Linked DNA regions of Mus musculus: all the other regions are linked to region 3. Evidence: chromatin contacts called from public ChIA-PET and HiChIP or PLAC-seq data. All regions are on one chromosome and are shown on one strand. The core of a region is the stretch at or near the end of the contact, and the rest is flanking DNA. Distances in the headings are between cores, read along the strand shown. Region 1 holds the start of Acap3 (ArfGAP with coiled-coil, ankyrin repeat and PH domains 3). Region 2 holds the start of Ssu72 (Ssu72 RNA polymerase II CTD phosphatase homolog (yeast)). Region 3 holds the start of Agrn (agrin).

The links. ChIA-PET counts read pairs in DNA pulled down with a chosen protein or histone mark. HiChIP or PLAC-seq counts read pairs in DNA pulled down with a chosen protein or histone mark.
Region 1: an H3K4me3 HiChIP or PLAC-seq map of embryonic stem cells shows a contact between it and region 3, with 22 read pairs. The contact joins the promoter of Acap3 here to the promoter of Agrn in region 3. A contact is called at or near these places in 18 of 39 promoter capture datasets (the 3T3-L1 cell line, the C10 cell line, the HPC-7 cell line and 12 more), 11 of 484 Hi-C or Micro-C datasets (B cells, CD4 T cells, CD8 T cells and 5 more), 15 of 115 datasets of contacts at active chromatin or transcription factors (the SCID.adh cell line, craniofacial prominence, effector CD8 T cells and 8 more) and 3 of 9 other capture datasets (adipose tissue, embryonic stem cells and liver).
Region 2: an RNA polymerase II ChIA-PET map of memory CD8 T cells shows a contact between it and region 3, with 26 read pairs. The contact joins the promoter of Ssu72 here to the promoter of Agrn in region 3. A contact is called at or near these places in 2 of 39 promoter capture datasets (embryonic stem cells and pre-B cells), 1 of 484 Hi-C or Micro-C datasets (embryonic stem cells) and 2 of 115 datasets of contacts at active chromatin or transcription factors (the SCID.adh cell line and memory CD8 T cells).

Annotation. Positions count from the first base shown.
Region 1 is chr4:155,890,528-155,893,658 of GRCm38.p6, forward strand. Acap3 (ArfGAP with coiled-coil, ankyrin repeat and PH domains 3) reads left to right here and starts at 1,348. Exons shown (of 24, transcript NM_207223.1): 1 at 1,348-1,914. The coding sequence starts at 1,868. Pusl1 (pseudouridylate synthase-like 1) reads right to left here and starts at 1,235. Exons shown (of 8, transcript NM_001033490.1): 1 at 1,104-1,235; 2 at 831-888; 3 at 525-712; 4 at 226-375; 5 at 1-142. The coding sequence starts at 1,180.
Region 2 is chr4:155,703,375-155,706,355 of GRCm38.p6, forward strand. It overlaps Ssu72 (Ssu72 RNA polymerase II CTD phosphatase homolog (yeast)), which reads left to right and starts at 1,441. Exons shown (of 5, transcript NM_026899.3): 1 at 1,441-2,087. The coding sequence starts at 2,008.
Region 3 is chr4:156,195,745-156,198,780 of GRCm38.p6, forward strand. It overlaps Agrn (agrin), which reads right to left and starts at 1,744. Exons shown (of 36, transcript NM_021604.3): 1 at 1,470-1,744. The coding sequence starts at 1,676. It overlaps Gm46878 (a long non-coding RNA gene), which reads left to right. Exons shown (of 4, transcript XR_003955191.1): 4 at 2,774-3,036.

The DNA.
Region 1 (3,131 bases), core at 98-2,597, 310 kb before region 3:
GGCTGGACCAGGTGACACTGAGACTCTTCGAAGTGTGCGTACAGTATTTGTGACTGGGCTGCCAGCAGACTGGAAGGCACTAAAATCATGTGTCCCGAGGAGGTGCTGGGCAGCCTCCTGCATGGCCGCCATATCCAGGTACCTGCAGAGCCAAATGAGCATTATTGAGGAGAGCCCAGGCAGATGGATGGTGAGCCATTTTCTTCCCATTCTTAGCTCACTCACTCTGTCTGCAGAGCCCAGCATACATTTTGTTCAAACACAGGCAGTTGATTAGGCCAGGAGCAGCCTGTGGCCAGACGATATTGGTAGGTCCTGGAGGTGGCTGCGTGTCGAGCGTGGAAGTCGTTGGGCACTCGGAAGGCCTTCAGTACACTGTGGCAAGCAGATCTGGCTCATCCCAGGAATGAGTATGCCCAACTGTCCACACAGCACTATGGAAATCTCTGCCTCCCACCACAGTGGGGTGCAATGGTAAAAGACAAAAAAAAAAGCCCAGAACCATACCAAAACCCCGGGCTCACCGAATGGCCGGGTGCTTCAGGTGGGTGTTGAGGGCCTTGGCCACGACCTCCGGGGAGAAAGGCGACTGCCCTGGGCGGCGCTGGATGTCCAGGTGCGCCGCGTTGCTCAGGGCATGCACCCCGGCATCGGTGCGGCTAGAGATGGTGAACCTGACCGGGTCGACAGAGTTCAGCCGCTTGGCAGCCTCCTGCGGGAACCGTACAGGCGGCTGCCACATCGATGGCCGGAGTCCGTGGAATAGGAGGAGGAGAGTGGGTAGGGGTTGGAGCTGCCGACTGCTTCTTCCTCCCCAAACCGGTCCTCACCTCCAGGAAGTTCAGCACCCCAACAGCGCGCGGATTGCCCCTCACGGCCGCAACCCCACTGCGGAGAGAAACAGGAAGGAATTATCTGCGGTGTCTGTGGACGCTGTCCCGCCAGGGGTCTCGGCGCCCAGGCGCGTGGGTTCGGTGCAGGCCACTGTGTTCCTCGGCTCCTAAAATCCCGCATCCCGAGACCGATCGCGCCCGTCCTGGTCACCTCGCGGACTTCCCGCGAGGCCGAGTGGAGAACGCGGGGGTAACAGCGGGAAAACGTACTTGAAGTCAGTGCCCAAGTACTGCAAGAACACAAGGTAGCGCGCACGCACCGAGCCCACCGCCCCGCAGGAGCCCATATTTGAGCGGGCGGGGCGCTTGCACGTGGCCCGCGGTCGACCCAGCCCAGCAGGGACGGCGCCTGCGCACTGACTCGGTCCGCCCCGCCTGAATGGAGAGGCGGGGGCGGAGCCAAGCTTAGGGATCGGGTGCAAAGTGCGGTCCTCTAGAGCCGGCTATGTTTCCTGTCCTCGGCCTCACAGGGGCGCGATGATGGGTCGCTTCCGCACAAGCGACCTTAATTCGTTCACTCCCGATCTCCCCGCCGCCGTCGCGGAGTGTGTCCGTCGGCAGCATTCCAGCCGAGTTCACCACCGCCGTGATGCCTGAAGTGGGCGAGCCGTGCCCTTCCCTGTCCCGCGACCGAGCCAAACCACTCCGAAGCCCAACCGCCGAGGCCGGCCCAGCTCCCAGACCGTGGTGACCGAGGACAGAGCGCAGCGACAGGCGAGGGGATGCAGCGGCGCTTTTAGCGACGCTCCCCGGAGGTGACAGCGGGTGGCGCAGGCAGAGGCTGACTTTGGCGACGCTCCCCAGCGGTGACAGGCGGGGCGGGGCCGCGGCGCGCCGGGCTCAGACCGAGGCGGGCAGGCGGGCGGGCGGGCGCGGAGCGCAGCTCGGCGCGGGCGCCACAGACGGTCCACGGGCCGGGGATGCCGCTCGACGCGCCTTGGTCCTCCGCACAGTGAGCACCGCTCGCCGCAGCCATGACGGTAGAGTTCGAGGAATGCATCAAGGACTCGCCGCGCTTCAGGTGTGCTGCGGGCCCGGGGTAGGGCGCGGGCGGGGATGGGGAGCCGCCTTTGTGCCGGAGGCGGGCAAGGGGTGTCCAGCGTGGTGACCGCTCCGAGTCCACCTGGACGGAGCAGAAGACCTGGCACGGACAAACCGGCGGGAGCCGGAGTCGCGGTCCCCTAGCTGCGCAGCTCCGCCTCCGGCCTCGGGGGACCGGAACAAAAGACGCCCCTGTGCTGATCACCTCGCGCGCGGGGGTGAGTGTGCAGACCGCCTTGGGCAGCTGTGTGTCACTGGGCATTTGCGTCCAGTGCCATCTCTAGAACTGTCCACCCTTCTTTGTGTGTATGCTCTGGTGTGCCACAAGTACTGGGCTCCTCCTTGGCCCTGTAGTCCAATTCTGGCTAGGATTGTCTGGCACCCTGCTTGGTCTCTATCTTGATCCGTATGTCCAGAGCAGTGTATGGGTGCAACCAGCCGGAGCCATCAGGGCCTGAGATAGACACCTTGGTGAGAGTTAACGGATGTATGAGTGACCCAGGAGCCTGAAGGGGTAGAGGCTGTAAGGATGAGGAAGTCGTGTTTAGGTGGAAGGGTATGGGCCTTATTCACCTATGGGTTTGTTTCTTTTATTGTTCCTGGAATACAGTCGTGCACATCTGTGTGAACCACATGGCCACACAGATATACATCTGTTTCATTGAGTGGCATTTGGCAGACAGTAATGGAGTACCTCCTGTGTGTCATTTGAAATTTCGGACCTTCGTGAGGTGTCCCACCTCTGTATGTGCACACACACACACACACACACACACACACACACACACGGGGGGGGGGGGAGCATGTTCTGCCACTCTGCTCTCCTTGGTGCACATGAATGTGTGGGTGAGCTGTGATACGGAGTTGGTGTGCTTGATGCATGCACATAGCCTAGTGTGGATGGACACGTGTGTACATGTGCTACATCTCTGTGGATTCGTGAACCGTGTTTGCCATGCTACTAGACACATGTTAACGTATGCAGGTGTGTGTTTTAGTGTGCACTGTATCCCTGGAACACATGTCTGCATGCCCTGTGCTAATACATGTATGCATGTTTATGTATAAGCATGTATCATGCCTTTGCTCGTGTGAGCTTGACCACATATGTACATGAGTGCTGGGTTTCTGAGGGCCTACCTCAGCAGTCCAGCTCTTTGCAAAACCACCTTGCAAGAGAGTCAGCCAGAAACACCT
Region 2 (2,981 bases), core at 191-2,690, 490 kb before region 3:
TACTCACATAAAATAAATAAATCTTTAAAGAAACAAAACCACCCAGCACATAGGCCTCAACAGCTAGTGTTCTCACACAAAATAAATCTTCAAAACAAACCAAACAAAGAAAAAGCCCAGCACATAGGCCTCAACACCTGACTAAATAGAAACATAGTCCATAAGTCCCCAAGTAAAAACTTCCTCAATGTTCTAATCTTGCTTTTTGACTTCCACAGTTCTGCTTCTCGCTAACTGAAGCATGCCAATCAAGATGGTCTTTGTACATAAAGTCAAAGAGCTGCAAGGCTCAAGGTTACATGATTTGGGCAAGTTCTCTGTGCAGCTAGCAGGCAAAAATAAAGACTTTCCTTTTGGCTTTCAGAGTGTCCACGTGATGGTCTCTGTGGGCTTACTCGCAACAGGTTCTCAATACTCTCCTCCTCATTAACACAAGGAACAATGATGGCAGACTTCAATAGCAATGAGGAGGTTCATAGTGGGAAATTTAGTTTCAAAATAGGACTGGAGAGATGGCTCAGTAGTTAAGAGCACGGACTGCTTTCCCAAAGGTCCTGAGTTTAATTCCCAGCAACCAAATGGTGACTCACGATCATCTGTAATGGAATCCCATGCCGTCTTCTGGTGTGACTGAAGACAGCCATAGTGTACTCATATATATAAATAAACTTTAAAAGAAAAAAAGGTTGCATGGAGGCTAGAAGATTCTAGGCCTAGGCAAACAGGTAGAGGTAGTCTTTGAGACAATTACTATAAGCGAATAAAATATACTTTTATAAAGGAGGGAGAAGGGATGAAAAAGAAAAGAGGAAGATACAGGAATAATAGGAATAAAGGGTAGATTACTGAATCTACGGCTTTTTTTTTGAGACAGGGTTTCTCTGTGTAGCCCTGGCTGTCCTGGAACTCACTCTGTAGACCAGGCTGTCCTCGAACTCAGAAATTTGCCTGTCTCTGCCTCCCAAGTGCTGGGATTAAAGGCGTGCGCCACCACCGCCCGGCAAAACACAGCTTTTGTTATACTTACTACACATTATCTACCTTCTTGTCCCTGACAATCTCATACTGCTCCAACTTTAAAGGAGTTCTCAGAATCTCCAAACAACTTATCTAATCCCCTTCACTTCTTGACCATTCCATTCGAGCTAGAGGGGACAGGTCACCAGGCAGGTAGGCCGGCTGTAAGTCGACCTGATTACCGAGTTCTAGGATTAAAGAAAAGTGTGAGGCACCACGCCCAGCAGCAACTCTATTTCTCTCTCCCCCTCTCACTTGAGATCGAGCTCTCAATAGGCAACCTAAACTGGCTTCCAACAGAGAAGCGATTTTTCCTGCCAGTTTTCCGATTGGCCGAACTTGAAGAGCCCGCTACCTCACCCATATTTTTCATATCGTTTACATGTTAAGCTGCAACGGGCTCACAGAGGAAGTGACGTGCTTCTAGAAGTCCAGTGACTCTGAGGAAGGTACTCGTGATAGAGATAGGGCACAAACCAAGTGCTGGAGCCCAGTGCATCTATGAAATTGGCAGAGTGACCACCTGGAGGAAACCGGAATGAAAAACGTCCCAACCACACCAAGAGAAGCCGCGGAAAGGACTTGAGACTCCCCGGACCCGCCCCAACGCCCGTCCCACTGAAGTTTTCAGTATTGCGCAAGCGCCGCGCCTAGCGCGTCATCCGAGGCGACGGTACATTAGGACGCAGGCGCGGCTCACACCGCTCCAGTTGCCGGCGCAGGTCCTGTGACGTCACGCGCCGGCGAAGGTGGTCCACGACCGCCGGCCTCGGCTGCTCTCAGGCTGATTCGGCGTCGGCCGGTCGCCCTCCCGCGCCGGCTGCAGTACGAGCCCAGGAGAGCACCGTCGGCCTCCCCACGCGTTGCGTTGCGTTGCGTTGCGTTCACTTCCGTGTCGCAGATTTCCGGTTACCGCCATCTTCCTCGCGCGGAAGCCGGCTTCTAGGTGGGAGCTCCGTAGCGAGAGCAGTGGGTAGTTCGGTCGGTGCCATGCCGTCATCGCCGCTGCGGGTGGCGGTGGTGTGCTCGAGTAACCAGAATCGGAGCATGGAAGCACACAACATCCTCAGGTAGTGCAAGCTCCACCTGCCCTCCGCCCCTCCCTCCTCTTTCCCACAGATTCTTGTCCAGACCCCGACCCTGTACTGACTGGGCCGCGGAGGTCGGGCCACGCCCGGCTTCCACGCTCAGCGAGCCCTCAGTGGGGTCCGTGCGCGCGACACCCTCGGTAGTGTAGGCATCCCCGTAAACCCTAGAGGTGGCCACACGACAGCTGGGGCCCTCTGGGTGCTGGACGACCGGGCAGTATCACGGGGTAGGCCAAGGTCTTTCCGTGCTGCGAAGGGTGCCTGGTGTTTATCTTTCCCGTATATGTGTCGTCCGGCCACCTTGGAAAGCTCTCCACACGTCACATCAAGATGGAACGAGTCTGGAAGCAACAACAGTGATCTGAGGTGTTAACGTCAGGGACTGTTTATTGCTGTCTTCGTTTGCAAGTCTCATGCACCAGCCACCACCCCTCTCAGCCCCATAACTTTAGTCAGTAATTTCTGGAGCACACGAATTCATTTGGTTCAGTGGGACCTCCTCATATTTCTTCACGAATTCACCAGTTTCTAGTAGGGCATTCATCTTTGATAGTATTTTATCTTAAAAAAAAAAATCTCTTGACAAAATGAGAAACTGATGCATTGTATTACAGTTAAAATGGGGGTTTGTACATTTCAACTTAGTGCAGTAGAAATGTCTTTTTTCCCCCAGAGTTAACTGTTTGTGAACTTTTAAAACTTTTTTAAATATTATTTTTTGGCAATTTCGGGTTTTTTTTGTTTTTTTTTTAACCCTCAAAACAGGGTCTCTGTGTAGTTCTGGCTGTCCTGGAACTCACTCTGTATACCTGGTCGGTCTCAGACTCAGAGAATTGCCTGCCTCTGTCTCGCAGCTACTGCAATTAGAGGTGTGCT
Region 3 (3,036 bases), core at 494-2,993:
AGCCCAAGTCCAACTCTAAGGGTCCAGTCAGGACCAGACACTTTAGGTGAAAGGACTTAAGAGCAAGATCCCAGCTGGGATCTTCACAGCCTTGTGTGGGCCAACACCTCTCCCAGGAAGTAAAGACCCACTTCTTTGCTCCATAGTCTGCCTGAGTCTGTGCAGCGAGGCAGCTCTGAGCCACAAAGTCAAGTTTGGGCAATGCAAGTCAGCCCCACCCTCCACCTCCTTATTTAGGGCCCCGAGGGCACCCTTTCTGACAGACATGGCTGGAAGATGTAGCCCGCAGCGCCCACAGGATAAGTCCAGGGCCCCCAGACACTTTTTGGAAAGGATTTCTAGGAAGGAGCCCCTTATTGAGGCGCTCTGGGGATTTGGGGTTCTGGAATGGAGGGAGCAAAAAAGACAATGGGCAGCTTTTCCACCTGCCTAGCTCCTGCGAGACACCTAAGACTTGCAGCACCTAAAGAACTTTATCTACCTGCGCCCCCCACCCCCAACTATTGTGGGAGATAACCCAAAGGGGGAAAGCTCACAGTTCTCACACCTCCCCCACCCCAGCCACACCCAGGAGCAGCGGGGAGGAAGTCGGGAAAATCCTGCAGGGACTTGGCAAAGTGCCTCGGCAGGGAGAGGAGGGGGCCCAGCGGGGGGATCCCATGAACACACGGTACTCTGAAGGAAGTCACCATCCTTCTCATTCCCAAAGAGTAAGAACAAATCCTGTTTCCAGCGAAGCGATTTGAGGGACGAGGAGAACCAGCAACGGATATTCCGAGGGTATCGACCCCATACCTATTCCAAGGTGCTCTCAAATTCAGCTGCAGTTGAAACAGAGCTAATTCTACCGTATGGCAGGAGAAACCCAGTCCTTTGAGCCCCTGCGCCTCGAGCACAGGAAACTCAGCCACAGCCCTCTGCCCATTTCTCTGCTCCGGCTCGGACACGCGTTCGCTGCAGCACCTTACGCAGGCTCCCCGGGTTGCAGATTAGACCACACACCCCTGACTCCCTGCAGACCACCCCTCGCCCTGGTAAAGGCCTCGCCACAGGTCGACTTCGTCCCCCCTCGTGCCTCCCCGAGCCCTATTCGTTCCTTTTGGCGAAGGTGTACACTTGTTCCCAACAAGAAAGAGGGGCTCTGGACAAGGGTGGGGGCGGGCACGACAGCAACCGGGGCCTGGACGCCGTGAAAGGAGCCACAGCGGCCCCGCAGTAACTTTCGCACCGAGCGGCGGAGTTTTCCGGGACCCGAGCGCCCCCCCCCCCCGGAGGCTCGGCGGTCGCCGAGGGAGCTCCAGCTGGGGCCGCAGAAACGTGCCGGGTTCGTTCCCACGGCTTGGGGACGGGGTCGCAGCGGGGCGGCCGGCACGCGAAGGGCGGGCCTCGGGGACGGGGACCACGGGGGAGAGGAGCCCCGGGCTGGGAATCCAGAGGGCTGGGTCTCGTGGGGTCCGGCCGGGGCCCACCTTGCAGGAGTAGGTGTGCTGCACCGGGTCCACGTTGAGGATCTCCTCCACTGTGCCGGTGAGCACCACGTTCGCCTCCTCCTCGCGCCGCTCCAAGGCGCGCTCCGGGCACGTCCCGCTGGCGCCCGGCACGGCTGGCGCGGCCGCCGCCAGGAGCAGCAGCAGCGGCAGCAGCGGGGCCGGGAAGCTCAGCCGCGGGCGGACCATGGCGCAGCCCGGAACGGCGGGAGGGAGCCGGGAGAGCGCGCGGGCCGGACCGCTCGGGGGGCAGGACTGGACCGCAGCGCGGCGGAGGAGGAGGGAGGGCGGACGGCGTGGGTGGGGCGGGGACTGGGCGGGGACGGGGCGGGGACGGCGTGGGTGGGGCGGGGACTGGGCGGGGACGGGGCGGGGACTGGGCGGGGACTGGCGGCCCCGCCCCGCCCCCTGAGGGCTCAGCCCGCCCCCCGCTCCCTGCGACCCGCGCGGGCAGCGAACAAAGCCCGGAGACTGCGGCGCCCGCCGAGCTGGGGCGGGGGCTCGGCCGGGTGGGTGGGTGGGTGGCCGCCTTGGGGGAGGGGGAGGCGTCGCGCCGGGGCCCCTCCCCCGTCCGCCTGAACTGTCCTCCCACCGGGAAATGCAGCTGAAGTCAGGTTGATGTATAATCGAGGGGCGACGTGCTGGGAATTCCAAGGGGCTCGCCCGGTCTGCACAGGAGACGCTGGCGGAGCCGGACCTTCCCTTCCCCAGCCTGACGCTAGGGCTGCGCGCAGAGGGCCCCGCGGCTGTCCCGGTGCCACCACAGGCCACGCCCCCTGCCGATGGCCGGTCAGCGGTGACTGTGCCGAATGCGCCCAGACCCGCCCAGTGTGATGCTCCTTGTGGACTTAAGTCTTCTCCAGTCTTGCTACAGAACCGTCCCCGCCCCCTCCGTCTCTCCCTCTGTGGACCAGAGCTTCCCCAGCTTGGCCTGGCTAAGTGCAGGATATAAACCGAGGCCCCCGGGAGCCAAGCTAGCACTAGACCTACAGGAGGTTGAAAGAACGCGCAGGGCGGTGGTGGCGCACTCGGGAGGCAGAGGCAGGTGGATTTCTGAGTTCGAGGCCAGCCTGGTCTACAAAGTGAGTTCCAGGACAGCCAGGGCTACACAGAGAAACCCTGTCTCAAAAAACCAAAAACAAAACAAACAAACCGAGAGAATGGGTGGGGGGGGGGGGGATAGGGGATTTTCTGGATAGCATTTGAAATGTAAGTGAAGAAAAAAATTTTGGAAAAAAAAAAAAACAAAAAAAAAACGAGAGAAGACACTATGCTATCTTCCATAGGCTGTTGAGCCAGAAGCCAGAGTGAAGTGTGAGTGTCAGCAGCTCTTCCTCCTGAGAAAGACTCCACCTTCTGGACCCAGATTTGAGGTCGCATCTACACAGTGGGCTCCAGCGTTGCTAGATCTGGCATCACCTAATCCAGATAAGCACAAACACACCAACCAGAAGGGGGTCTTCTGAGGTTCCACTCAAATTCTCTTAAAGGTCTGAAGGACCACAGAAGGACTTGTACTGACTTGCTTGTGCCCTAAGCGCACTCAAAG